Regions from separate parts of the Mus musculus genome. Here all the other regions are linked to region 1. The links are chromatin contacts, called in public ChIA-PET, HiChIP or PLAC-seq and promoter capture Hi-C maps. All regions are on one chromosome and are shown on one strand. The core of a region is the stretch at or near the end of the contact, and the rest is flanking DNA. Distances in the headings are between cores, read along the strand shown. Region 1 holds the start of Psme4 (proteasome (prosome, macropain) activator subunit 4). Region 2 holds the start of Fem1al (fem-1 homolog A like). Region 3 overlaps Sptbn1 (spectrin beta, non-erythrocytic 1). Region 4 overlaps Sptbn1 (spectrin beta, non-erythrocytic 1). Region 5 overlaps Sptbn1 (spectrin beta, non-erythrocytic 1). Region 6 overlaps Sptbn1 (spectrin beta, non-erythrocytic 1).

Region 1 (4,115 bases), core at 957-3,456:
TAGTCAGACAGGCATAGTTTATTGATCATTCAACCCAGGAATGATTGATCAGGGTCATAGACCAGACTTAGAAGAGCCAAGATCCTACAGAGCTCTTCCTTTTTTTCTTTCTCCCCATCCCCTTTGTTATTTTTTTTTTAAATTGGATATTTTATTTATTTAAATTTCAAATGTTATCTCCTTTCCAGGTTTCCCCTCTGGAAACCCCTTATCCCATTTTTCTTCCCCCTGCTTCTATGAGGGTGTTCTCCTACCCATCTACCCACCCACCTACAGAGCTTTTAAGCTTTTAAACCCGCCAAGTTAGTTTACCAATCAGTATTTAGGGATAGGGGATTTCCTTGGCAACATATCTTTGCTGTCCATTTATCCAGCTCCTATTGGTTGAGGTATTCAGCTGTGATAGAGGACTTGCCTTGCTTAACTTCAACACTCACGTCTTAACTTGCCAACCAGGATGCTAGTTACCCATGTACATGTCTCTTTCTGCCAAGTAGGATGTCAGTTCCCTGGGCCGTCTTGGGAAGTTAAACTTTACTCAATCTCTACTCAAAATGGAAGTCTTATTCCAAATAGCTTCTTTTATTGGTGTAGGCCTCTCTTTTATGTTGGGGTCTATTCCAGGGGCAGCTTATAAAAGCAAAAACCATAAAAGGTCATACACAGGTGCAAGAAGTGCTGTCTGGTGGTTGGTTCCAGTCCAAGGTTATTGCTGCTAACTATACAAAGCAGTTCTAACTGACTTATATTGTGGTTGGTTTCCAAGAACACCAAAACACAGAATGCCCCATCAACTCGGGCATGAGAAAGTTTCCTTATAATATTAGTAACAGCACAAAATGGGTGGCTAGACACAGGTCTTAACACATAGCAGTTTCATAATAGCCATGGCTACAGAGTAAAATCCAGTCTCAAAACAAAAACAAAAACAAAAAAACTAAAACAAAACAAAAAACCACAAACAAAAAAACAAAACCAAAAACAAAAACTAAAAGAAACAAAAGTAAATTTTATTATGCTGCCCTTAGGCTTATTGTTTTTTAGACATTCTCTTTTGAGATGGTGACTTTTTTTGTAAAATATTTTCTTGAAGATCTAGGGATGGAACTCAGCTTAGGAAAGAGGCCAACCACTAGTAGAACTCATAGACCAGCTGGTAATCCTTGTCTGTTTTTTCAGTTAGTTAGTTAGTTTGTTTTGTTTCGTTTTTTTGTTTAGCTCAGGTTGGCTTTAAGCTACAACCCTCCTGCTCTTGAGTTTCCAAATGCTGGGATGACAGGCGCATGTTACAATGTCCTCTCTTAGAAATTTCTTGTTATTTTTAAGATCAATCTCAATTCTCCAGCATTTACTTCTTAGTCTCAATACATGTATTCACTCCCTTCTGGCAAGCAATCTTTAACCAGCCTGAATCTTGAGTTATCAGAAAGCAAGCTTGCAGCCTCAGTCTTTTCTGTCAGCTGATAATTATTTCTTCCTCCTTTCTTTATCGAAATAACATTGCCATCAACCTTACAGATTAATTTAAAAATAACTTCTATGAAGGTGATATGCCTTCATTTAGAATTCCCAGGTATCTCGGTACTTATCCAGTATTTACCAATGCATTATCTTGTAATTTATTAGTTTGTTGCCAGGAAAGGCCTCTACGTCCTTAAGGGCAGAACTAGGCGTTCTTAAACTTTCTATAGGGACCTTAAATGAGAAGATGACACACAAAGTATATTTGTTGAGTAACTTTTTTGGAGGGTGGACGGGGAAATATCAGAAAGGTGGGGGGTAAAAGGACAGAGGAACACAGGGTACTATTGTGTATACAGATTCTTCCATACACGTTTTTTTAAAGATAGTGTCTCCTGTTGCCAGTAGGAAGCAGAGGTTGGCCTAGAACTCTTTGTGCTCATACTGCTTCGCTGTCCACACTCCCGCCCCCGGCTGGGATACAAGCTGCTCTTCCGTAAACTGGCCCAGAAGAGAGGATACTGAGCGTGGAGAGGTAGTCGGATTCCGTGTCTCTGGATCCTGCTGGAGCAGAGTAGGGTCTCTTGTTTCTCGCCGGCAGCCTCGCGTGGCAACCCCAGTCGCTGACACCAAACTCGGCTGACTGCAAGAAAGCAGCCAGGTTACCTCCTCCCCGCCTCCGTGGCCCCGCCCCGGAAGTGACTTGAGGCCGGTCCGGAACCTCCCGGCGCTGCGGCTGCAGCGTCACCAGAAGAGCCGGAGGGGTCCGGGCCGAGCAGCCGCTGCCACCGCCAACGAACCGGGTGCCGCGCGGGGTCCAGCAGCGCGCCGGGCAGCCGGGGCGGGAGGGGGGCCCAGCGGTCGGGCCGAGGGCGAGGCGACGCGGACGAGGCTGAGCCCGCAGCGGGGCGGGGGCCGGGGCCGGGGGTCGGGCCGGGGGCGGCCCCGGGCTAATGGAGGCTCCGGAGCGGGCGGGCGGCGGGGAGCCCCCCGAGCCTGGCGGGCGGCCGGTACTGGGCCCGCGGGCCTTCGTCCCGCAGAAGGAGATCGTGTACAACAAGCTTCTGCCCTATGCCGAGCGGCTGGACGCCGAGTCCGACTTGCAGCTGGCACAGATCAAGAGCAACCTGGGCCGGGCCGTGCAGCTCCAAGAGCTGTGGCCCGGGGGCCTCTTCTGGACGCGGAAACTCTCCACGTAAGTGGGCTGAAGCCGTCGGCGGGCCGGGCTCTTTGTCTGCGCTGCTGGTGCTGCTCAACTCTGTTCTGTCCAGACGGCGCTGACCTGGTGCAGGATTCCAGGGGCGCGGCCGAGTCCGGGGAGACCCAGTCTCCTCGTTGCTTTCCGTGGGACTTCTGGGTCCTGTCGGTCGCCTCTCACGATCAGCGTTCTGGTCCTTTCTCTTGACGTGCCAGGCTCTGGGGAGCCACAGGCGTACCCGGGCATAGGGACGAGCGGCTCCCATTGGTTCTCCCTGGGGTTCTGCGCTTGGAGCTGCGGGATAGAGAGCTTCGGTCTTTGGGGAAGCGACTCCTGTCCTTGCTTCTGTGGTTTTTTTGGGTTTGTTGTTTGTTTTTTGTTTTTGTTGTTGTTTTGTTTTGTTTTTCCTTCCTCGTCGATCCACTTTACACTTCTTACCGTAGGAAGTAGGGACAGTAAGAGGTTGTGTGTGTGTGTGTGTGTGTGTGGTGTGTTTTTCTGTGTTACTATGTTTCTTGGGGGTCTGGGTTGCTGTTCTGGCTTCCTGGATTTAATTGAAACGATTCGTTTCAAATGGACAGTCAGCGCATTCTCGGATTGAGTAGACGTTGAGAATGTTGTCTTAGAATTCTAGGAAAAGTGTATGTTCCTGTTGTGACATTTCCTCGGTCACGACTTCGCTTATTCTAAGGCAAATAGTGAAGAGCGCTGTTAGGTTGATCCCGGGCTTTGTTGGCCAGACTGTGTGGTTTTGAGTTGGTTAGTTCTTTTGTTTTCCGTACGCACTAGCCGCAAATTATAGCGTCATTAGAATTAGAACGGGGGAAAAGTAATGATGGAGCAAAAAGTTTGGAGAGGTCATTTGCTCTATGCGCGCCTTTACTTTGGCAGAACTTATTATATAAGATTTTTGCTGTTTTGTTTGGTACGCTACATATAATTTGGTAAGACTATGTTTATGCATATGGTTACCGATAAGTGATTGCACAGGGCATGTCATTTGTGTTCCCCAGAATCTGCTGAGTGAGCTGGGTGATGACTCAGGGTTTTATAATACAATAGTGGGCTGTATCTCTCTTCGGGATAATTTTTATGTGCTAATTATTGGGGGGCTTCTGACAAGTTTTTTGTACTCTTCAACCGAGTGAAAAGAGCTCTTTTACTTAAAAGATGCAAAACTAAAGCACTTAATTTGTCTTTCTTAGAGTGACCATAAAGTGGTCACGATTAACAGCTCTGTTGAGTGGATTATAAAGAAGTTTATGGTATTAAGGATCCATAAATGTGGAGATCAATGTAATCAAAGAAAACCCTCTTTTTAAAGGATTAAAATTGAGTTACTTTGTGTGTTCTCCTTAGGTGTTTGTGTAACTTGAACACAGTAAAAATGAAGTTTGTTAGTCACTTTGATAGACTTGCCAAGGAATATTGTTTTCAGGGAATATATGCAACTTTT
Region 2 (4,115 bases), core at 757-3,256, 950 kb before region 1:
GAAGGTATTGGTGGCGTCCATGTGGGCCCCAGCTTCGATGAGAGCATCCATGATGGCCGGGCAATTGTTCTGGGCAGCGATGTGCAGTGGGCTGTTGTTGTCGAAATCCCTGCTGTCAGGGTCTGCTCCGCAGTCCAACAGCACCTTGACCACCTGCAGTGACGGGAAGACGCCCACATGATACTGGCCCACGTTGGTGGTCTCCTTGTCCACCGCCATGTGTAGTGGGGTGAAGCCGTTCTTGCCACGAGGGGCACACTTGAGCAGGCGATAGACTGTCTGGTGCTTGAGGTGTTCCTGCCTGGGGGTGCACTCCACCTTCTCCAATAGGTACAGAAGGTGGAGGATGATGGCAATGGCTTTGGTGAACTGTGCGGAGTCATCCGGTTCCTTGGGCAGCTGCAGAGCCCGTTCCACTTCCCGAACCCCTTTGCTGAGCACACCTATGAGGTCGGCAAAGTCAAGCTGCATGCCTAGGTTGCCCTTGGCCGAGTGGTCCTGCAGCACGTAGGAGAAGAGCTCTGCAAACGACAGGAAGCTGCTGGCGGTCATGGGGCTCAGGGGCTCCAGGTTGTTTTGTTGCATGTCCAAGGCATACTTCCACAGACGGATACAGCGCTCGAAATTCCCGGAGTCCGCATAGACAGCACCCCGGTACCGTATGTAGTATGAAGTGTCAGGATGTGAGGGGCCCAAGATTCTCTCCCGTATCAGCAGCGCCTGCATCCGCATCTCATCAGGATCTGTAATGAGGGCTTCCAACTCTTGAGGCGTAGTCACCTCCCTGGAATAGTCATAGGCCAGAACCAGTTGCTGGGGCTCTGGCTTAGGGAGGAAGCCTCCACCCTGGTGGCGGAGTTCCATCGCCCTTCTCCAGTGCTTCAGGGCTCCAAGCAGATCCCTTTTCTTATCCACATAGGTGGCACCCAGCAGCTCCAAAGCTTCCACAGCCGCTTCCCGGCTGGTAGGGCAGCAGCTCTCATACTGTTCTGCATCTTCTGGGGTGGAGCAGTGGTTTCCTGCCATCTGGGAGGAGCCTTCTCCAGGAAGCTCTGTCCCTGAGAGCTGCTCGTGGCTCGGCTGTTCCTGGATGAGGTACTCCACGATGTTGGTGTGCCCAGTGATGCTGGCGGCCAGCAGCGGCGTCATGCCATAGCCGTCGCGCTCCATGCGCGCGTGGCAGCTCAGCAGCAGTTGTAGGATCTCCAGGCTGCCAGATTCTGCACAGTCGTGCAGGGCGGTGTTGCCCTTGGCGCTGCGCCGGTTCACCTGTGCGCCGCGCTCCAGCAGGTAGCGTGCGATCTCGCGGTGGCCCTTGTAGCAGGAGATCATAAGGCACGTGTGGCCGTGGCGATTGGCCACCTCCAGGTCCGCCTTGTGCTCGCCCACCAGGCAGCGCACCACGTCCAGGTGGCCGTTGAAGCAGGCGGCGCGCAGCGGTGTGGAGTTGGTGCACGTGGTGCGGTTGACCGAGGCGCCTCGGTGCAGAAGGCTACGCACCACGGCCAGGTGACCCGCGGCCGACGCTGCCCAGAGCGGCGGCGCGCCCTCGATGGTCTCGCCATCGAAGTGCACAGAGCCACTCGCCTCCACGCTGGCGCCGCAGTGGTCCACCAGATACTCCACCACGTCTAGGTGTCCACGGCGCGCTGCGATTAGCAGTGGCGTTCCACCGCCGGCCACCTCACCCAGCAGCTCCTCCAGCTCCTCACGCCCACGGCTGGCCAACAGTTTCTGCAGCAGAGGCAGCTTGCCGTCGTGCGCCGCATTGTACACCGCTGTGTGCAGATCCATGCTGGAAGCCTCGCTGCTGGATCTAGCCGGGCCGCCGGTCGCCAGAGACATCCTTCACCTTCTCCAGGGCTGTCATCTTAGCGGTTCTCCTGCTTCTGTTAAATCTTGATTGTCTGTCTGCCCCAGTGTGTGGTTTTAGGATATAAATGAGAATATAAACTGGACCCAGCATCAAAACTGTCCTGGTTTGAGTCCACTAGTTGTTAGGATTCTGTTTGGACTTCACCCCCACAGTTACTTGGCAACAGCCAGGTAGGCCTGGCTCACTATAAAATGGTGGTCCCTCAGAGAGAAGGGATGCCTCTACATGGGCCGGCTGAGACACCACCTTCCTCCATACCTCACCACACCTCCATAGGGCATATCCTTATATTTCTTTATTTTTTAATAATCATAACATTGTGCCGTGAGTCAGATCTAAAATCTCTTCAAGTTTACATCCCATCTCAGCCACAACAAGAGAACTCCCTAGCCCAAGATCTGGTAAGCCCCCATCCTTTCCCATCTCTATGGTCCCAGGGGAGAGTTCTTGAGATAGGAGATACCCCTGTGTTGTCCTTGAGGATGGGAGACATCCAGTTTTTCCCTTGGGTGAGATTTCCCTCTCCTTAGAGACAGTTTCTTTCTTGCGTCTGAGAACTTCAGGCTGGGCCTGGACCACTGCTCTCTGGCTCAACAGCACCAGGGCTCTGAGCATTAGACTTTCCCTTCTCCCCTCCCTCATTTACAACCTGCTGCAGACTAGTTCAACAGGTTTACCTGCCTGCCTGATCCTACTTACTGCCCTTCCTGCCCCCTATGAATGTAGAGAGCTTTTAGTACCACTTATAAAAATTTGGCAAGTACTTGTCACTGGGCTCAAGGCAGTAGGCTCAGATAAGAATATTCACATTTGGGCTGATGCAAGGATCAAGGTAAACTCAGCCAAGGAAGGTGTGACTTCCTTTTTGTCCTGGTCATCCTGATAAGCCCCCAGACCCAGTGACTGGGGGTGGGGGGTGGGGGGGAGGATTTTGTTTATTGCTTTGTTTGATTACTACCTGGTGTGATCTCTTAGTTCTTTGCCTTATTTAATCACTTTGTCTTTGACTAAGAACTGACCTTATTCTCTGCTAGTACCTAGCATGGTGTAAAAGCTGCTGTTAAAGCCACTGCAGCCTCAGCTGGAGCCATGTTATAATGTTCTCTAACTGTTCTTTTCTTCTCACTTGCTGCCCTTCCCCTCTGCTCCTTAGCTCTGCTCCTGGTTCTCAGCCTGAAAAGTAGGTCCCTGCCCCTTACATCCTGCCAGAGTTCCCATCTGTTAGATTTGACAAAGTCAAATGGGCCCAAACCAACCACGCAGTTCCACTCTTCCTGCTACGAGCCTGCGGAAGCTCACAAACACACACTGGCATTCGATGGATAAGGAGTTTTTCCAGTCAGCAGGAGGGCTGACTCTAATTTCCCAGATAGGGCCTGGCCAGCTTTTTTTTTTTTTCTGGGGGCTAAAGGGTTGACATTTCACAGCCACTGTCCTTATGACCAACTTCCCAGGTGACATATGAGTTAGGACATCGACCCTTGGGTGACCATACCCTTTGAAAGCAGCTCTCGAACTCCCCCACCCCACCCCACCCCCAGCTTTTGCAGCCGTTTAAAAAACCCCTAGGCCTAGGGTAGGGCCCTTTCTGGTAAGTCCTGGACTTACCATGTAGCCTCTAGGGGGCCTTAGTGAAGGCTTAGGGCACTAGCCTGGCTAGAATTTTTGGTTATTGAATTATTCTCAGGATGCCAGTACAAATAATCCAATAACTCTCCAGTGGGTGCTGCAATATCTTCAAATGTATATTTTAAGAGATCGTCACGCATACTGCCAGCAGTCTGGTAAATTAAAAATGTCCCCTATGCCCAAGCATTTACCTATTCATGCTCCACACCCCTGGCTTGTTCTCACAGCCTGCATGCTCAGTTTGTGACATAGGCTGAACCTACCTGGACAAACTCATTTTCTGTGACCGATCTTATGCCACTGCTGCCAGCTTTCTTACTCTGGTCCTAGCCATAAGTCTCTCTGCTAATACAACAATGTACTTTTCTCTACCTACACAACCTGCCAAAGTTACCTAAGGTTTTCATTCCTATCTTGTCTTAATATGAGTTTTACTCCTGTCATTAAATTCTATTCAGTTATATCTAATATATATAGCACTCAGTTTTGTCAGAAGTTTGTTAATTATTAAATTTATGACAGACAGAATTTCCAAAAGTCTCTCCCATGAGGTCTCAGAAGATGTGGACACAGTTACAGGATGCTGCCTGAATTGTGATATGATAACCAC
Region 3 (4,115 bases), core at 785-3,284, 670 kb before region 1:
AAAGATGTGGCAGGGACGTTTAACAGCTGGCAGCCAGAAAGCACCTGATTTATGCACAAAATACTGGCTTCAATCCACACTCTTTATGCCATCTTCATTAAGTGGATAGGACAGTGCCCTTAAAATCTAAGCCATTCTTACACTAAATTCTCAGCACTCCTAATGCTGTGGCCCTTTAACATAGTTTCTCATGTTGTAGGAACCCCAACCCTAACATTATTTTGTTGCTATTTCATAACTGTAATTTTGCTGTTATTAATCATAATATAAGTATCTGATACGCATATCTCATTTCTTGACCCAGAGGTCGAGAACCACTACCTTAGATGAAGACTCTGGGTGGGAGATTTTAAACAGTGAGCAACAGATTTCCCTCAGAAAATTATGCTTGGGGAATAAAAGAAGTAATTCACTAAAACAATCTAAAATGGCAACTCCACTCTTGAGCAGATGCTCCTGGGAAATGAACTGTGTGTGCTAGGATTTGGCCTCAGTGCCTTGTGGAAATCTCCCTCCTACCCAGACACCCCAAAGAGAAAGTTTTTGTGTCTGGGTAAGATGAAATGGCCTTTTAAAAGAATTAGTTTCAGGAACCTGCAAGCATTCCTCTGCCTCCATTCCCACTTGAGATACAGTGGGTCTCCAAAGTGTAACCAATTCTCAAAGGGAGAAGTGAAGGCCAAATGGAAACGTTCACAAGCCTTTTGCCTCTATGGCCCCATCATATCCATCCACCCTCGAGGGTGTGTGGGGACAGGGACACAATAAACCAGGGCTCAGCAAAGTCCTGAGTGCAGAACCACCTTTGCCTAGTGCTTTTTGCTGAGGCCTTGACCAGTAAACCTTGACTGCTAGATTTGAAACCTTGACTGCTAGATTTGAAAGATACCACAACCAAGATAGCCTCTGACTGTCCACCTCAGAAGTCCTAAGCACTAGGAAGCCCTGTGGCAAACTTGACATTGAGGAAGACTCAATGAACACTACCATAGCCATGTCCAGTTTTTGCATATTACCAAGAATGGCTTTTGTTCTGTAAGGGAAGACAGCCTTCCTTTGTCTATAGTATTTATTATTATCCCTTGTTCTTTTTCATGAAACATTTGCCTCTCCTTGTGCAGGTCTTAAGGCTATAAGACATGAAAAGTATCACCATTCACCACGCCTATTCATTCTTCATTTGTTACAGCTTCCAAGGCCAACACACACACACACACACACACACACACACACACACACACACACACACACACACACACACACACACTCACACTCACACACTTTGCAAATTCCCTATTAGGCATGCTTGGACAGGGAAGGAAAAACACCGGCTAGTCATAGGCTAGATTTAAAAGCATTTAATGACATAGCATATATTTAACAGGGCAAAAGTTGAGAGGTACAGGTCGTATGATGGAGCACCAGGCCTGAGCGCCCACTCTCTGTCCAAGCTCAGACTCTGGAGGTCATTACTATAGATGCCATTTTGATTGTGCAGTAAGATGAAAATTTGTTATTACAATAGTTACAGTGACAGAGAAATGCACACTATGTATCAAATAGCAGGGTAATGAAGCAAATTATAACAGTGTGGCCACGCACAAGCAAGTAACCATTAGAGTAACATTACTTTGTCCAGTAAATGCTTCAGTTCCACTTATACACTTAGCAATGATTTAAAGGGTTTATTATACATCTAGTTTATTATACTTTGTACTAGAATTATCTCAAACATACAATATAATGTATTTCAGAAAAAAAGAGACTGAAATTACAGATTATTTAAAACCTTATCAATTTTCTATTCTTTCTTGTATACCAACATTCTGAACTGTCACAGCAATTGATGCAGAAAAGCCACATGTTGTGTGTTAGTAAGTGATGCCGGATACAAATGGTTTGGCCTGTAGGTTTACATGGAGCTGCACTGTGGCTGCAGCAAGAGATCAGAATACATGATCTGTTTAATAAAGGCTACACCCATCGTGGGCATTTGTAAGTCAAGACTCAGGGTAACCACGGAAGTGAAGGGAGAGTAGTGTCAGGAAATCGGTCCATCGTCTCTGGAGAGCACAGGAAATATTGTGTAAGCACCACTGCCTTGCATACCAACAGCATCAGAGGCGGGTTATTTCCAACACAGCCTCACAAAATTGAGGAACAGTTTAAATACTGAGATCTAATCTATATAATTTCATTAAAAAAATCTGGCCTTCCCTCTGTACCTCAAACTTTTTAAACTTGGAGATAAAGTGTTTAGGTATGGTTCCCCCACCCCTCAGAAATACTCTATAAATTAAAAAATTTATTTCAAAAATAAAAAAAAAAGAAAAGAAAAAAAATCAACTACATGGAGGAACATTAGGCACAGAGTAATGTGTTGGTCGGAACTTGCATGCTGGACTCTTACTAAAGGTAAGAGAAGGGCGGGACAACAGGGAAGTTCACTTCTTCTTGCCGAAAAGGCTGAACCTCTTCTCTTTGTCTTTCTCTTTATCCTTCTCCCTCTTGCCAGGACTGGACTCGCTGGTGATGGTGACGACGCTGGTGGGTAAGGTCTGCGCCCGACTGGATGCTGGCGTACTCTGGGTGCTGGCAGATGTGTCGTGTTTGTCAGAGGAGATGGCAGAGGAGATAGCCTGGATCCATGTGTTCATTTCCTCCTAGATAGAGGAAGGGACACAGGTTAAGACTTGGTCAAGAGGGGCGGGCATGAGGAGTTGGTCTTACCTCCATGACGATCCAAGCCTGACAGCTAGAAGGCTCAGCAGCAGTGCCTCTAGGGTCACTGTCCTTAAATGCTTATCTACATTCTCAATACCACAGAGGATATGGCTTAGCCCCTCAGATGGGCCCACTGCTCTGCACCCGCAGACCATTACTCTGGGATGTAGTCCTACATACCTACAAGAGCTACAGGACTAGACTAAGGCTGTGAGATATCACTCTCATTCTAGAAAGTGTTTTTCCTCCCTAAATTAAAAAAATGTTTTCATGTGTGTATGTGTGTGTGTAGACACGTAAGTTCATGCTCATCAGAAGACAATTTTTCAGAGTTGATTTTCTCTTTATATAAAGTATGTCCTGGGGATCAAACTCAAGTCATCAGACTGGATGGCAGGCCCTTTACCAACTAAGCCATCTTACACGTCCCCACGCCCTTTTCCAGAGTTACCTCTCCTGGTGGAAGGGGCCTTTTAAAATGTAAATTGCTGCACATGTTATGATCACTGAGGTGACCCTCTCTTCTCCAAGGAGGTGAGGCTAATGGTAATGGAGTACAGTGTAGAGGCTTTGGACTGGGCATCAGGACATATACTCAGACTTGGGCCACCTCTCTGTGCCTTGCTCTAAGGAGCAGCAGGCAAGGGCCTTCCTTGCTCCTAGTTTCCAGTGAATCTAGTGGATGTTGCTCTAGTTTCCCTCCTTTAATGAGGAACATGATGATATTTTCTTCTTTTAGTCTAGTGTTGGTGGCTATGAAGACCAGACAGTTGAACACCTCACAAATACTTCCATGAGCTTTGGTATCTGAGAAAACAAAACCCAGTAGTAACTTACATCATCTTTGGCTTGGAAGAGGTACTCGTTTCCATCACTTAGTCTGTAATTTCAAGAAAATTACATTTTATAATTATGTAGGTAACAATTTCATATTAGAAAGTTAAAAAATATAAATTAAAAATACAGGCCAGGTATGGTGGTGTACATCTTTAATTCCAGTACTCCGGAGGCAGAGGTAGGTGGATCTCTGTGAGTTTGAGGCAAGCCTGGTCTATAGCTTGATTTTCAAAATAGCCAGGCACAGAGGAACTTTGTCTCAAAAAGCAAAACAGAACAAACAAAACAAAACAAACCCAAACCAAACCAACCAAACAAAACCCCATGATCCCCTTATCTAGGGTGGGTCACAAGCAGGCCATGGGTTTACCTCAGAGATGTCAATAGAGCTCTCCATGGGTTGATGACCAGGCCTGGAGATGTGCACTGGCCCGACAATGGCCCCTGGTCATTATGAAGTCACACATTCACCAGATAAATCCAATATACACAGGCAATCTGGTGCTTTAATCCAACAGAAGGATCAAAAAAAAATTCAACCTCTGAAAGGTCTG
Region 4 (4,115 bases), core at 1,111-3,610, 640 kb before region 1:
ACATCAGGTTAGAAACTAAGTGGAAGCAGGGGATTGTTACTGACTGTGATGACATAGGGCTCTACCCTCAAATAAAAGGAATTCATTTTCTCTCCTCCCTCTTCCCTAAGTTTTTATGTCTTCCTCCTTACCAAGGCCACAATTTGGAAAGGAGGGTGAGGGAAAGGTCTCACCAAATAGTTTAACCCACCTTCTCAATTTTGTCAAGCCATTCTTTGTTGGATGCAAGTTCCGCCATAAATGCTTGATGCTTTAACCATTTACTGTGCAGATTTCTGGCTTCATCATAAGACATGTCTTGAGCTGTAAGCATCTTTTCATTGATCCAGAGGGACAGCTAGGGTAGAACAGCAAGAAGTGTTTAGAAGCTGTCATCATAGATTTAAACCTTTTACTCCGACCCAGAAAGGATTACACCCGTGTCGACATTTTCCATGTCAACAGACCGGCAAATATTTTACTTTGCACCTCTGACCCATTTTGTAGCTAAGTGTGATATAAATGGTGGACCTAACATTGAACCCAGAAGTATAAAAACTCCAAAGCAGCTTTTAAACTCAACTGCACTCTTGGCCAGCTTTCCCTAAAAAGCTTGTGTTTGTAGTTTTGCTCTTACTAGTTCAAAACACAAGCTGTTTCCTCCCCCAGATACCTGTGACAGCTATAGCAAGCTAACCATTGACTATCATTTAATTCATCTGGCAAGTATGTATTTTAAAACAATCTGCACAGCAGTGGTGACGCATGCTTCTAGTATCAGTGCTTGGAATGCAAAGGCAAGTGGATCTCTGTGAGTTTGAGGCCACTGTGGGCTACAGAGTGAGTTCCAGAACAGCCAGGGCTATACAGAGAAATCCTATCTCAAAAAACCAAGAACCAAACAACACACAAACCTGCTCATTTATCTACTGGGTGATGTGTGGGAATGTCAAAGAACATAAACAACTTGCTCACCGTGGAACTAATGCAATGACAACAGCCATTCTTTTTTTTCTGTCAACTCTAAATCACCTTTACCTGTTTTTCTGTAGCCTCTAACTCTCGAAGGAACCTTCCACTCAAACTAAGAACACTTCACAGAACTGGACTCCGAGACCAACCATATATACTAGAAAGCCACACAAAGCTTGCCAGCTGCTGACAGACTAAAATAAATTATAAGAGGCTTGGAATGGGAGTTGGCCAAACCAAGCTCTGACCTCTTTCAGGCTTTTATCCCAAGTCAGACCCTGCTTGGTCCTGCTTGCCTATAAGTGCCCAGGCCAGAGATATACAATGGAGTCCTTCAGGGACCATCTACCGCCACTTGGGTGGGTGAAAGTGAGATTACTTTTAAAGCAGTCACTACTCCCTGTGAGTCTGCACCTGAATATCTCCATGGTTTCATGTCTCAAAGTCTACAATGGCACAGGAGACCAAAGACGCCTTTACGGTATCCGTGTTTCTGAAGCCTTTCATTAATACCCTGGTACTGCTGGGAAAGGCTTCTCCATATATTTGCTTCAACAGCAGTGGGTCTGTTCTTTATAAAATGTCAAGGAGGGCAAAGCGGGTCACAAGAGAACTGCTGACTTTGAGAATGGACAAAAACTCTAAGTACTAGCTCCATCTTTCATGAAGGAGAACTGTCGGGAGCAAAGGTCAAAGCAAATCTTTTGTAATGGAAGACCACTGATTGGTCAAACAACAGTAAAGATAGCACGTTTTCAACTAAAAAAGAATTTAACTATTTCCCAGCAATCTAAATGGCTACAATGTGACATACGAAGGACGTTTGTCCAATCTAAAAAAAAAAAAGAGAGAGATGAAGAAAACCAAATGATAAAAATCCCTCTGTGTAGCACAGAGAGAGGTCTCCTACAATAGAGGATATTTGTTGACCGAAAGTGCCAGGGACATACACATATTTTCACTATTCATAACACACAAGTAGGATTTTGTTTTTAAAAGGAGAAAGCACTACATAAAAATTACACTTATAAACCAATGTGCTCTTTGTTGAACATATCATCCTACAGATATCATGCAGACCAGCACAATGCTGTAGAGCTATGGAACTAGCTAGTATTCTGGTCCTCTGTCACCATTCTGGAACTAGAGCTAAGTGATTATTTCAGGCATTCACAAAGGTCATGTCAGAATATACTCATTCTCTGCAAAAAAACCCAAAAAAACCAAAAATCACTGTGCAGATGGAAAAAAGAAAAAGAAAAAGAAAGAGAAAGAGAAAAAGAAAAAGAAAAAAAAAAAAGCTTTAATCACTGAGCAAGGCTCAGTACAAAACTCAGTCCTGTGCCAAACAAGTCTGTACTGACTTCCTGGGGAAAGAGAACAAAAACCACCAACCAACCAAACCAATTCACCTTCAAAAGTCAGAAGTACACTCTAAGAGAATAAACCAGCCAGCCACAACTTTCAGATCATCTATACTCCACCAAAACCACGCTGTGAAAATTAAGATGTTCCCTACATAGGTATTTGAGGTGAGCAAGTGGGTCCCTGTTTTAACTGTATCAAGTACAATGGCTGCCCTCAGTCCTTATGGGGGCAATAAAGGCAGATCTTAAAATTCTTGCTTCCATTAGCCAAGGCACCCAGGAGAAAAGGAGTATGTATGTGTGTGTGTGTGTGTATGTGGGGGGGGGGGGGGTATTGAGGAGGCAACAAACCTGTGGATTCTCTAGACCTTGAACACAAACAGCTAGTAACAGTAACTTCTGCCTACTAGGTAAATAACTACCATCATAAAACATAGTCAAATGTAAGGCTGGTCTATATGACCTCCACTCCCAAAATACTCTGGCCTACTATATTTAAACGAGGCAGAATGATGGGTGTTTGCAGTGCAGGAATGGGACACTTCTTTTGGTCAATATACTTGTATGTCTATAAAGTGTCTGGAAACCAGCAAACCTAAGTTTTGTCACATGCTGACTATAAGCTGTGTGGGACATCAAACATTCTCAGCAGTCACTGTGGCTGTGCAAACTTTAAGGAATCCCACAGAGCAACAGCAAAACAAGAGACGTAGGATGAGGGGGACTTGGCACAGTATTCATGTAGAAAGCTACATATCTTTCCTCAGACTTAGCCTGGGCTTTAACATGGTTCTGTCAATCAATTTCATTATATTAACTTGTCCTTTAAAAGTGGAAGCAAGACTAGGGCAGTGGCTAATATCTGTAACTTAATTTTCATAACAGAAGTAGGTTCCAGGCTGGTTTAAACTACAGTATGACACTGTCTCACATACATACACACATACATACATACATACCCCAAAAAAGCAGGTATAACATAATCCATTAATTCTCTGGCTGAAGGAACACAGTCTCAGGTGATGTCTGTTTCATGGCAAACATCAGGGTGATACAAGGAAAGCCAGTGTGTGGCGGGTGCTTCTCTCCTGCACACACTGGCTCCCTGCAAAGCACACTTGCTGTGTGTGTCTTGAGTGAGTATCCTCTCTAATTGGCTATCTGTGTCCCCCTGACACTCAGAAGAAGCTTTTTGTCTAACATGGTGCGTAGGGCTGCCAGAGCATATTATAAGGTTCACGGTCTCTTTACTAGGCACGAATGCCTTTTGTTGCAAAAGATCTAACATGTCTGTTGTACTTCTTTGAACATATAGCTGGATGTCCATATACAAGGTGTTTGTAATGGGTTAAGACTATATTCTGTCCTGGTCCCTGGCCCTCGGGTCCCTACACTTTCTTGTGGATGTTCCTTATCCCATTTTGGGGTCTAAGGGAATTTATTCTATAAACTAGAGAGGAACGAATTCCACTGTAGTTCTCTGGCAGATGGAGAAATATGATGTGTTTATGAATTTACATATATGGAGTTTGCTACATGTTTCTTCCTAGCTGGCTTTCAGAAGAGACTACATTTTCTTGGTTAACTTTAGTTTTCAAAGTTTCTTTCTGGATTTATTGGGGGTTGAGGGAATCATGAGATTAATAGTGCATGTTAAAAGATGGTCTTTGAGATGCAGAGTACTGCTTGGCATAAACTTTCTTTTTAAGGTCTTAATGAAAAAGAAATCTGGAATATAGCTTAAAATTTTCTGTTTTTCTAAAAAGATTTATCTACTTTTTTTCTCTTTTTCCTTCT
Region 5 (4,115 bases), core at 829-3,328, 590 kb before region 1:
TGCACTATCGGGAGGCCTTTGTTCAGTCATTACTAATCCAAATCCAAATCCATCTTCAAGTGTCACATTGCAAAATATTTCACTCTCTCTCCCATCCAAAATAGTCTAATGTGTCTTATGCCTGTGATCCCAGCACTCATGAGACTGAAGGGAAAGGACAACACTAGTGCCCAGTCCAGCCTAACCTACACACAGCAACACTTATTAAAAAAAAAGAAGAAGAAAGAAATATGTAATTGCACAAACATGTGCTGGGCCCCATAGCCCCATAATGACTTAAGAAAGCTAGTTTTGCAACCGTCTGCCATCATGTACTTTAAACAAACATGGAATACTTCAGCACTGTATCTGCTTAAAGGCATTATCAGTGTAGAATTAAGGCTCTGAATAAGATTACATAGGGTTTCCCCTTTACCATGTTTCTAAAACTACCCTGTTTTGGGGCATGATCATTTCAGGGACCTCCACCCCCACCAAAATATGAAACCACAAAGCAGCATGTGTGTATTCAGGGGAGTCATGGAAACATTCTTCAATAGGATTTGGAGGCAAGCCGTGCTTAATTAATAAAAACATGTAATTTGGGGCAATTAGCAGCAGCAACAAAATGTTTAGTTGAGGGTCTTTTTATCTTAAGGCCATTTCTATGGACAGAGGCTCAGGATTAATGAAGTTTAACAAGAACAGCAGCAGCTGGTAATTAGTCTGTGAAGAGGAAGCAGAAATAAAAGGGGAAAAAGGACTTTAGCTCAGGGCTAGCAACTATGTTGTTCTTTAACTATGGGCCTGGCTAACCCTGAGCCACAAGTGGTCGCAGGGCAAATTAAAGGCTAGAAACCAAACAAATACACACGAAATTCAAGTGATCAACCATAACTCCCCAGAGTGAGGAAACATGAAAGCTGGCTACAAGGTTGCCTTGCCAGTCTAGAAGGAGCCAATGAGCACCAAGGTCGTCCAGCCAAGACATCCTCAAAAGCAGCAACAAAGGATACCCACGGCTGACAAGCAGGACAGCCAACAGTGTCGGTCAACCAAAGTTTCTATGAAGCCAGTCTCCTTCCACAGCACTAACAATACTGAAGGGCTGCAGATGGAGAGCAGCAGCTTTTGCTAGTAAATTTCTTGTTCAGATGAAAAATGACAGCAGATAAACCAGGAATGGAGGTATATGTCTGTAATCCTGGCTACAACTCTTGGCTTGGCATGTTCAATCATCAGTCAGTCACACACACACACACACACACAGAGAATCCTAGGATTATAATGTCATTATACACATACGCATACACTCCCCCACATACACAAATAAGCAGCAATGCGACACTGTGATCTTCTCAGATCCTAAGGCCTGAGCTTAACATGGGTTTCATAAGGATCAGTGGTATAAAGAGCTGGCTAGAGCATACAAACAAGAGGTGACTGACAAAGTAGGCTCCTGATGCTAGTTTGTTTCAAGTTTCAAATACTGTTTAGTTCTACATGTAGTTAGTTCTACCTTTAGTCCCTACCACTTGACATGCCAAAAAAAGAAGAAATCTTATAAAACAATGGCACCCCAAGTAATCTTCAAGAGAATTTCTTCAAAGAACTTCTTCCCAGCCATCACTGCTCTGACAATCCAGGGTACTCTGTAACCCTCGTTGGATGCTTCAATTTTCTTGGCATTGGCTTCCTTCCCCAGGGGCCCCATGGCTGACAGAACCAGCCCATTCACCTTTCACCTAAGGCTGTAATGCAAATGAACCCAAGGTTACTTATTTACACAACAAAGGAATTCTGTTTGGTCCTAGAAACGGAAAGAGTGGTTCTCAGGTGCTACTAAAGGAGAAAGTAATCACACGGAAAAAAGGGTTAGTTTTAGAACCCTTTTCCAAGGACAATACAGTTAACTGCTCTGGGCTATTTACTTGCACAGACTGGATTCAGTGGGGAAAAAACCCCAAAACAGCAGACATTATGGTCTAGATGCACTAGCTAAAACCAGTAAGTTCCTAAGTCCTCATACTCTCTCAGACTCACCTTATGTGAACCTAAGGTGAGGCGTTTCAGAGCCTCCAGGAAGTACTGTAGAGGAGCAGCTTTGTCCAATGCTGCTCTGCGACTGTAGGAGCCAAGTGAGCATGTTAAGGGGCTAATCATGCTAACCCTACTATAGAGGGAAGCCTGGCTCCTTGAGTGCTACAGCTGGTGTCACAAAGTTTGAGTTTACTTATGTGAGGGCTGAGACTAGGTGTCACACCCACAGGCTCAATCTGGAAGAAAATGCCAAGATGTAGCCTAATACTGCATGTCTTCCCTCCCACACCTACAGAGGCCACAAGACAAAAGTAAATTGTTTCGGCTGTCTTTGACCAAGTACCTGTTATAGCTCCTTCTACATTTCAGATGCACTACAGCTTAAAGTAAAGGGGAATATCCCGTGACCTATATAAATCAGCAGTCAGCTTTATGTTTACGAGAGAAGACGACAGAATGCACACATTCACACAAGCAAGTTGCTCAGAAGACACATCTTGGGGGAAAGACCCTTTATCAGGGACATGACATCTTTCAGAACTTCCTAAGAAGTTCTCTAGACTTCTCTAGACAGAGAAGCCAAAGAAAAGAGCCCATCAATCCTATAATGAATCTTGTGATTCTGGACTGAGTACAATTATCACATACACTCAGAAAAAGTCACTACCAAAAGACACTGGCTCAGATCAAATTAAACCATAAATAAAAATAAAAATAAAAATAAAAATAAAAATAAAAAAAACCTTACTTCCTGGTGCCAGAATTAAAGCATTATCAGCTAGCAAAGAAAACCAAGTTTTGTGGTTTTAAGATACTAACACGCGTGGATAAACTGCTCTAAAAATTATTTTTACATGATATGGGGAAATTCAAAAAGTGGCCTGAGAAGTGACTGGGGAAACTAGAAGTATTCATTTATGCCAGGAGACAGCCACACCCCAAATATGGAGTATCTACTTTATTCCAATGTGGACATCAGATATCAAAGGGCCAGTTGGGCTTAAACTTAACAATAAATAGGAGAGAAGCTGAAGTTTTTAAAATCAAGAAAATTTAGTAGCTGGGATGGGGGTGGGAGACACATCTTTGATCCTAGCACTCCACTTGGGAGGCAGAGGCAGGTAAATCTCTGGGCCTGCCTGCCTGCTCTGTGGAGTTCCAGGACAGCAAGGCTACACAGTGAAACCCTGTCTGGAAAAAAACAAAACAAAACAAACAAACAAACAAACAAGAATCATCAAGCTGGGGGCTGGAGAGATAGCTCAGTGGTTAAGAGCACAGACTGCTCTTCCACAGGTCCTGAATTCAAATCCCAGCAACCACATGGTGGCTTACAACCATCTGTTATGGGATATGATGCCCTCTTCTGGTGTGTCTGAAGAGGACTACAGTGTATTCATAGAAACTAAATAAATAAATAACTCTTTAAAAAAAAATTCATCAAGCTGAGGACCTAAAGTTGGAGAGTTATCATTTGTCCCATGCTAGGGAAACTTGGACAAAACTCCACATTCCTGGGTAATACGGTCAACTTTTTTTGTTTTTTCCTAGACAGGATTTTTCTGTATAACCCTCCCTGGCTGTCCTGGAACTCACTCTGTAGACCATGCTGGCCTCGAACTCAGAAATCTGCCTGCCTCTGCTTCCCAAGTGCTGGGACTAAAGGTGTGCGCCACCACTGCCTGGATAATGCTGTCAACTTTTGAAAACTGCTCCAGCACCACCATTTCCCGAGAAGGGAAGACCATACTCTTAACTCCAAAACCTTTACCTAAATATCAGCACCCATCACTCTAGGACCTTACAAATCATTTTTAGTAATGGCAAAACAGATCAGAAAATTCTGTATTGTTTATTGAGCCTCTTTTATATCAGAATCACCAAACAGAATGAGTCTTCCGAGGTAAGACATGTCTTGTGTACGACACTGACTTACCATACTTCCCTCCCTGCCACCACCAATTATGAACCAGTCTGGACAAAAATCAAGAATTTTAATCTCTCAGGATTCGCCCTTCCCAAATCTGCGTCTCTCAAGTCCTTGCAGAATTCTAGTCTGAGATCTAGAAAATCATAGACTAAGGAACTGGGTCTTC
Region 6 (4,115 bases), core at 957-3,456, 580 kb before region 1:
TCCTCATATATAATCCTACCCCTAACCTTCCTACGAAAAATGGAGGAAGAAGAGGAGGAGGAAGAGGCCATTTGCTGCTGGAGATAGCGTGCAGCTTTAGTAGAGGATTAGAGTTTGGGTCCCAGCACTCCCATGGCTCTTAATAACTAAGTTTTATTTCCGGGACTCTAACATCATCTCTCTAGCTTCCATAGGCATTCCATACACATGCAGGAAAAACACTCATATACTGAAGATAAAAATAATGTTGGTCTAGAAAGTTGGGTCAGAGGTCAAGAGCACTTGCTGCTCTTGTAGAGGACCCAGGTTTAGCTCCTACCTGAGCCCACATGGCTCACAACCATCTCCATGTACACAGTCCCAGGGGATCTGACACCCTCTTCTGAAGTCTGAGGACACAAGGCACAACATGCTATGCATACATACATGCAGGTAAAACATCCATACACAAAATAAATTTAAAAATTATGTCATCAAGTCTGTTCACATTGTAATGGGAAATACTGAACATTTGTCTTTAAGACCTTAAGTATAGACTTAGACATTTTCTTTCTCTAAGGCTATTGAAATGAGGTAAAGCATATATTTTAAGTCACACCACAAACCAAAAGTTTACTAAAAACTTAATAAATGTTTTTCTGTGACAGAGTGATAGTGGCCCTCGCCTTTAATCCCAGCACTCAGAAGATAGAGGCAGGCAGAACTCTTTGAGTTCTAGGCCAGGTTAGGCTAGAGAAAGTTCCAGAATAGCCAGGGATATGCAGAGAAACCTTGTCTTGAAAAGATAAAGATATAAGGGTTCTTTATGAATCATGGGTATAAAATCAGCACTCATCTTTCTCCAAGACCTAAGAAATTAAAATAGCCAAGGATGGTGGTGGGCACCTATAATCCCAACATTTTGAAAAGAACAAGGAATTTAAGGCCAGACTCAATTACATAGTGTGTTTGGATTATATGAGTCCCTGTCTCAAAAATGGTGGTTCAGTAGTAGAAAAGGGTGACAGGGAATTAAGAGCTGGTAAGATAGCTCAATGTATAAAGGAACTTACTGAGCAAGACTAGTGAACTTTTAGTTCAATGCTCAGGACCCATAGAAAGTTTGAAGGTGGTATCCAACTCCACAGAGCTGTCCTCTAACCTCCATACACGTCACATACATATACAGTATAAGTAAGTAAATTATTAATTTTTATAGTTAAGAGGCTGGAAAGACAGCCTAATGGTTACAGTGCTTGCTACTCTTTCAGAGGACTGGAGACCGCTCCCAGCTATCACACTGGGTGGGTGACAAAAATCTGTAACCTCTAGGACATATGATGCTTTCTTCCCACTTCCAAGGGAAAACACAAAACACACACACACACACACACACACACACACACACACACACACACACACACACGTAATTAGAAAGCACCTCAGCATGTAATGAGCAGGGAAATGAACTCCTGTGGCCCGAAATTCAGTATTCTAGGGCAAACTCATCCAGCCAGAAGCTGCAGAAAGCGCTTCTCCAGAATGGTGCTAACCATAGAGTAAGGTGCAAAGAAGATTTAAAAAAACAAAACAAACAAACAAAACCTGTTTTGATGCTTTCCCTCTGGATTCTGCCTCTGCTATCTCACTGCTACAGCCAATCAGTGCTCTGGGCTGAGAGGAAGGGAAGCGGAAGAAGGCAGGCTAGAGATGAGGGACTGACTACCTGTCTACAGGTTTGACTGCAGTGAAGGAGTTGGAAGAGGAAGACCACACAGTATAGGGCCATTTGCACAAGTCCTGAATGCCAAGCTCAAGAGCGTATACTTTTTCATATACAATAAGCATGCATAAGAGAACACAGTGGGAGACTAACAAGGCAGAGGATTCTCCCACAAGGACTAAGCAGGCAGATGTACAACTACAGGGAAGGTATTGTGAACTTCTGTAATCACAGTTTTCTAAGCAGGAAGCTGAAACCAGTTGTTTCAACTTTCTTCGCTTATCTTAAAGTAAAAAAAGCAACAACAGAAAATGAATCCAACTTTATAAGACAGGGGTTGACCTGAATAATTTAATTTGACAGGTGGAAAAATGAAAGAAAGCTATGTACTGGTGGCTAAAGTCAGAGTTCAGAGATTGAAGACCCTGACCTCTCTTATTATGAACTTAGGAGTGATTAAAACAAGCTAACCAAAACCAGTATCTCTCAGTTCCTTAAGCCAATGAGATTCCCCCACCCCCACCCCGCCACTTACTCACTGGCCCATAAATCTCTACACACTATGTTATCTAAACAGACCAGGTTTCTCTTAATATCAGGTTTTGCTCAGCTGCTAGAAAAGCAAACTCCAACCAACTGCATCCAGCAACAAATATAGTAACATACTTCCATGAAATGAAAGCCCTTCCCAGACATATATACCAAGTATATAAATTCATAAGGGGGGCATTAAAAAAAAATCAACAAAACATCCCATACACTAGGTGACAAGAGCTAAGAAAGATTATTCCCCAGGCCTTCGAGCATGTATAAAATTATACCAGTACATAGAATTTATGTTATCAAAAATAACATTTACAAGAACTACAAGGATCAGAACAGCACACCAAGGATCAGGAGCTGAGAAAGGTTTTTATATAAACTCTCAGCTGGGCGTTGTGGCACAGGCTTTTAATCCCAGCACTTGGGAGGCAGAGGCAGGTGGATTTCTGAGTTTAAGGCCAGCCTGGTCTACAGAGTGAGTTCCAGGACAGCCAGGACTACCCAGGGAAACCCTGTCTCGAAAAAACAAACAAACAAACAAACAAAACCCCCAAACTCTCATCCTGTTTAAACCCCAATCTGTTTTTCTTCTCACTAGGACACTGTTGGAAGTTAGTGACCCTAATGTGACCCATCCTATTTGAAAGTTAATTCACCCTTTCTCAGTTCTTCAACACAGGTGGTTTTCTGTTATAGAAACACCAACAGTAAACTTATGCAACTCAAAACCACAGTATTTAAAAAGTCATCTGGAGCTAGAGCAAGTGACCGAGCTTACTTCTAAAAATTTGGTATATTTACTACACAACTTAATCCCCACCATTTTTAAAAGATAGTTCCTTGAGGAAAAAGAACATGAACTAAAATAGAGGGCATTCGTGTGATTTTTAAAAACCATTTCCTTGTCCAAAGAGGACAGTTAAGACATTTCCTGTGTATAAGCTCCACCCCAAGCAGTGAGCAACTTACAACTACACTTAAACCTTTTAGAATAACCCTTTTGTTATGGGTGGGTCAAACAGTGCGTTCCACACACATCCTCTTTATACTTTCTCTTACACAGGGTTTCTCTGTGTAGCCCTGGCTATCCTGGAACTCACTCTGGAGACCAGGCTGGCCTCAAACTCAGAAGTCCGCCTGCCTCTGCTTCCCAAGGGCTGGGATTAAAGGCGTGTCCCATCACTGCCAGGCTCTTTTTATACTTTCTACTGTTTGATTGTTTTTACTGACACTACACAGCATGGACAGGCTTGAAACAGTTTTCTGACTGAATCCTGTAAGTGCTTCTTCTCCTTAGAGAGCCCAGGCCAAGGAGAAAGGGGGCATTCTGAGTTCTTTTGATTCTACAAGTGTAGGGCTCCTCAAAGACCTAGAATATATGTTTTCTATTTCACTACTTGCAAGCTCACTCACCTAAATTTTCAAGAAAGCAAATTCCACTTTCAATGACTCAGAGATGCAACTAAAGACTTAGTTGATCTCCCAGTGCTAATGACCCACCTCTTAGCCAGACGCTGAAAGAATGCAGCAACATCTAGCAAATGTTTAAAAATCACATCCTGTTCTGCCTCATTTTCCAAAACAAGTCAATGTTGTCAAAATACTTTACAAGAAAAGTAAATCAATGAATGAAAGAGATCACCACTTTCCAATGAAAACATACGAGGACCAAGATGTTTCCTTCCATACCTCCTCATTTAGGACGGAGTTAAAATAAGAGACACACAGTCTTTGGATATTCTTTACAGTACTAGAGCTACTCCTACCTATTACCAGATTCTACAGGCTTCTAAGTGCAAGCTCTATTTTCAGCTAGAGACCTTTATTTTTTAGTCACGTATAGGCTGAGTGGCTGACCAAGGCATGCTGA

What was found. Promoter capture Hi-C pulls out the DNA fragments that hold promoters and counts their contacts. ChIA-PET counts read pairs in DNA pulled down with a chosen protein or histone mark. HiChIP or PLAC-seq counts read pairs in DNA pulled down with a chosen protein or histone mark.
Region 2: a contact with region 1 is called in a promoter capture Hi-C map of hippocampal neurons, with 3 times the contacts expected there. The contact joins the promoter of Fem1al here to the promoter of Psme4 in region 1. A contact is called at or near these places in 4 of 39 promoter capture datasets (cranial neural crest, hippocampal neurons, liver and 1 more), 1 of 115 datasets of contacts at active chromatin or transcription factors (pro-B cells) and 2 of 9 other capture datasets (adipose tissue and liver).
Region 3: an H3K4me3 HiChIP or PLAC-seq map of bone marrow-derived macrophages shows a contact between it and region 1, with 11 times the contacts expected there. The contact joins the enhancer-like site here to the promoter of Psme4 in region 1. A contact is called at or near these places in 4 of 39 promoter capture datasets (the 3T3-L1 cell line, the C10 cell line, cranial neural crest and 1 more), 1 of 484 Hi-C or Micro-C datasets (liver), 18 of 115 datasets of contacts at active chromatin or transcription factors (the 230-238 cell line, DN3 thymocytes, the NIH/3T3 cell line and 11 more) and 3 of 9 other capture datasets (adipose tissue, embryonic stem cells and liver).
Region 4: a contact with region 1 is called in an RNA polymerase II ChIA-PET map of memory CD8 T cells, with 16 read pairs. The contact joins the enhancer-like site here to the promoter of Psme4 in region 1. A contact is called at or near these places in 3 of 39 promoter capture datasets (the 3T3-L1 cell line, cranial neural crest and hippocampal neurons), 8 of 115 datasets of contacts at active chromatin or transcription factors (bone marrow-derived macrophages, embryonic forebrain, extraembryonic endoderm stem cells and 5 more) and 2 of 9 other capture datasets (adipose tissue and embryonic stem cells).
Region 5: an H3K4me3 HiChIP or PLAC-seq map of embryonic stem cells shows a contact between it and region 1, with 6 times the contacts expected there. The contact joins the enhancer-like site here to the promoter of Psme4 in region 1. A contact is called at or near these places in 2 of 39 promoter capture datasets (cranial neural crest and pre-B cells), 1 of 484 Hi-C or Micro-C datasets (embryonic stem cells), 15 of 115 datasets of contacts at active chromatin or transcription factors (bone marrow-derived macrophages, differentiating embryonic stem cells, effector CD8 T cells and 10 more) and 3 of 9 other capture datasets (adipose tissue, embryonic stem cells and liver).
Region 6: an H3K4me3 HiChIP or PLAC-seq map of the SCID.adh cell line shows a contact between it and region 1, with 11 read pairs. The contact joins the enhancer-like site here to the promoter of Psme4 in region 1. A contact is called at or near these places in 6 of 39 promoter capture datasets (the C10 cell line, cranial neural crest, hematopoietic stem and progenitor cells and 3 more), 3 of 484 Hi-C or Micro-C datasets (CD4 T cells, LSK cells and embryonic stem cells), 26 of 115 datasets of contacts at active chromatin or transcription factors (the 230-238 cell line, CD4 single positive thymocytes, CD8 T cells and 16 more) and 4 of 9 other capture datasets (adipose tissue, embryonic stem cells, liver and 1 more).

Annotation. Positions count from the first base shown.
Region 1 is chr11:30,769,569-30,773,683 of GRCm38.p6, forward strand. Psme4 (proteasome (prosome, macropain) activator subunit 4) reads left to right here and starts at 2,207. Exons shown (of 47, transcript NM_134013.3): 1 at 2,207-2,656. The coding sequence starts at 2,415.
Region 2 is chr11:29,823,662-29,827,776 of GRCm38.p6, forward strand. Fem1al (fem-1 homolog A like) reads right to left here and starts at 2,007. Exons shown (of 1, transcript NM_176829.2): 1 at 1-2,007. The coding sequence starts at 1,794. The region is part of intron 13 of Eml6 (echinoderm microtubule associated protein like 6); the gene reads right to left.
Region 3 is chr11:30,098,052-30,102,166 of GRCm38.p6, forward strand. It overlaps Sptbn1 (spectrin beta, non-erythrocytic 1), which reads right to left. Exons shown (of 35, transcript NM_175836.2): 34 at 3,562-3,604; 35 at 1,344-2,663. The coding sequence ends at 2,445. Among named protein-coding and RNA genes, the nearest start is that of Eml6, 74 kb to the left of the region's middle. Within about 2 kb of position 2,035, at least 21 of the 459 cell types and tissues checked have an H3K27ac peak or open chromatin away from gene starts, as enhancers often do. A contact at or near this core is called in bone marrow-derived macrophages, where this site is marked.
Region 4 is chr11:30,124,676-30,128,790 of GRCm38.p6, forward strand. Sptbn1 (spectrin beta, non-erythrocytic 1) reads right to left here. Exons shown (of 35, transcript NM_175836.2): 18 at 191-337. Among named protein-coding and RNA genes, the nearest start is that of Sptbn1, 93 kb to the right of the region's middle. Within about 2 kb of position 2,361, at least 13 of the 459 cell types and tissues checked have an H3K27ac peak or open chromatin away from gene starts, as enhancers often do. A contact at or near this core is called in memory CD8 T cells, where this site is marked.
Region 5 is chr11:30,175,568-30,179,682 of GRCm38.p6, forward strand. All of the region lies in intron 1 of Sptbn1 (spectrin beta, non-erythrocytic 1), which reads right to left. Among named protein-coding and RNA genes, the nearest start is that of Sptbn1, 42 kb to the right of the region's middle. Within about 2 kb of position 2,079, at least 55 of the 459 cell types and tissues checked have an H3K27ac peak or open chromatin away from gene starts, as enhancers often do. A contact at or near this core is called in differentiating embryonic stem cells, embryonic stem cells and kidney, where this site is marked.
Region 6 is chr11:30,192,740-30,196,854 of GRCm38.p6, forward strand. The region is part of intron 1 of Sptbn1 (spectrin beta, non-erythrocytic 1); the gene reads right to left. Among named protein-coding and RNA genes, the nearest start is that of Sptbn1, 25 kb to the right of the region's middle. Within about 2 kb of position 2,207, at least 10 of the 459 cell types and tissues checked have an H3K27ac peak or open chromatin away from gene starts, as enhancers often do. A contact at or near this core is called in the SCID.adh cell line and pre-B cells, where this site is marked.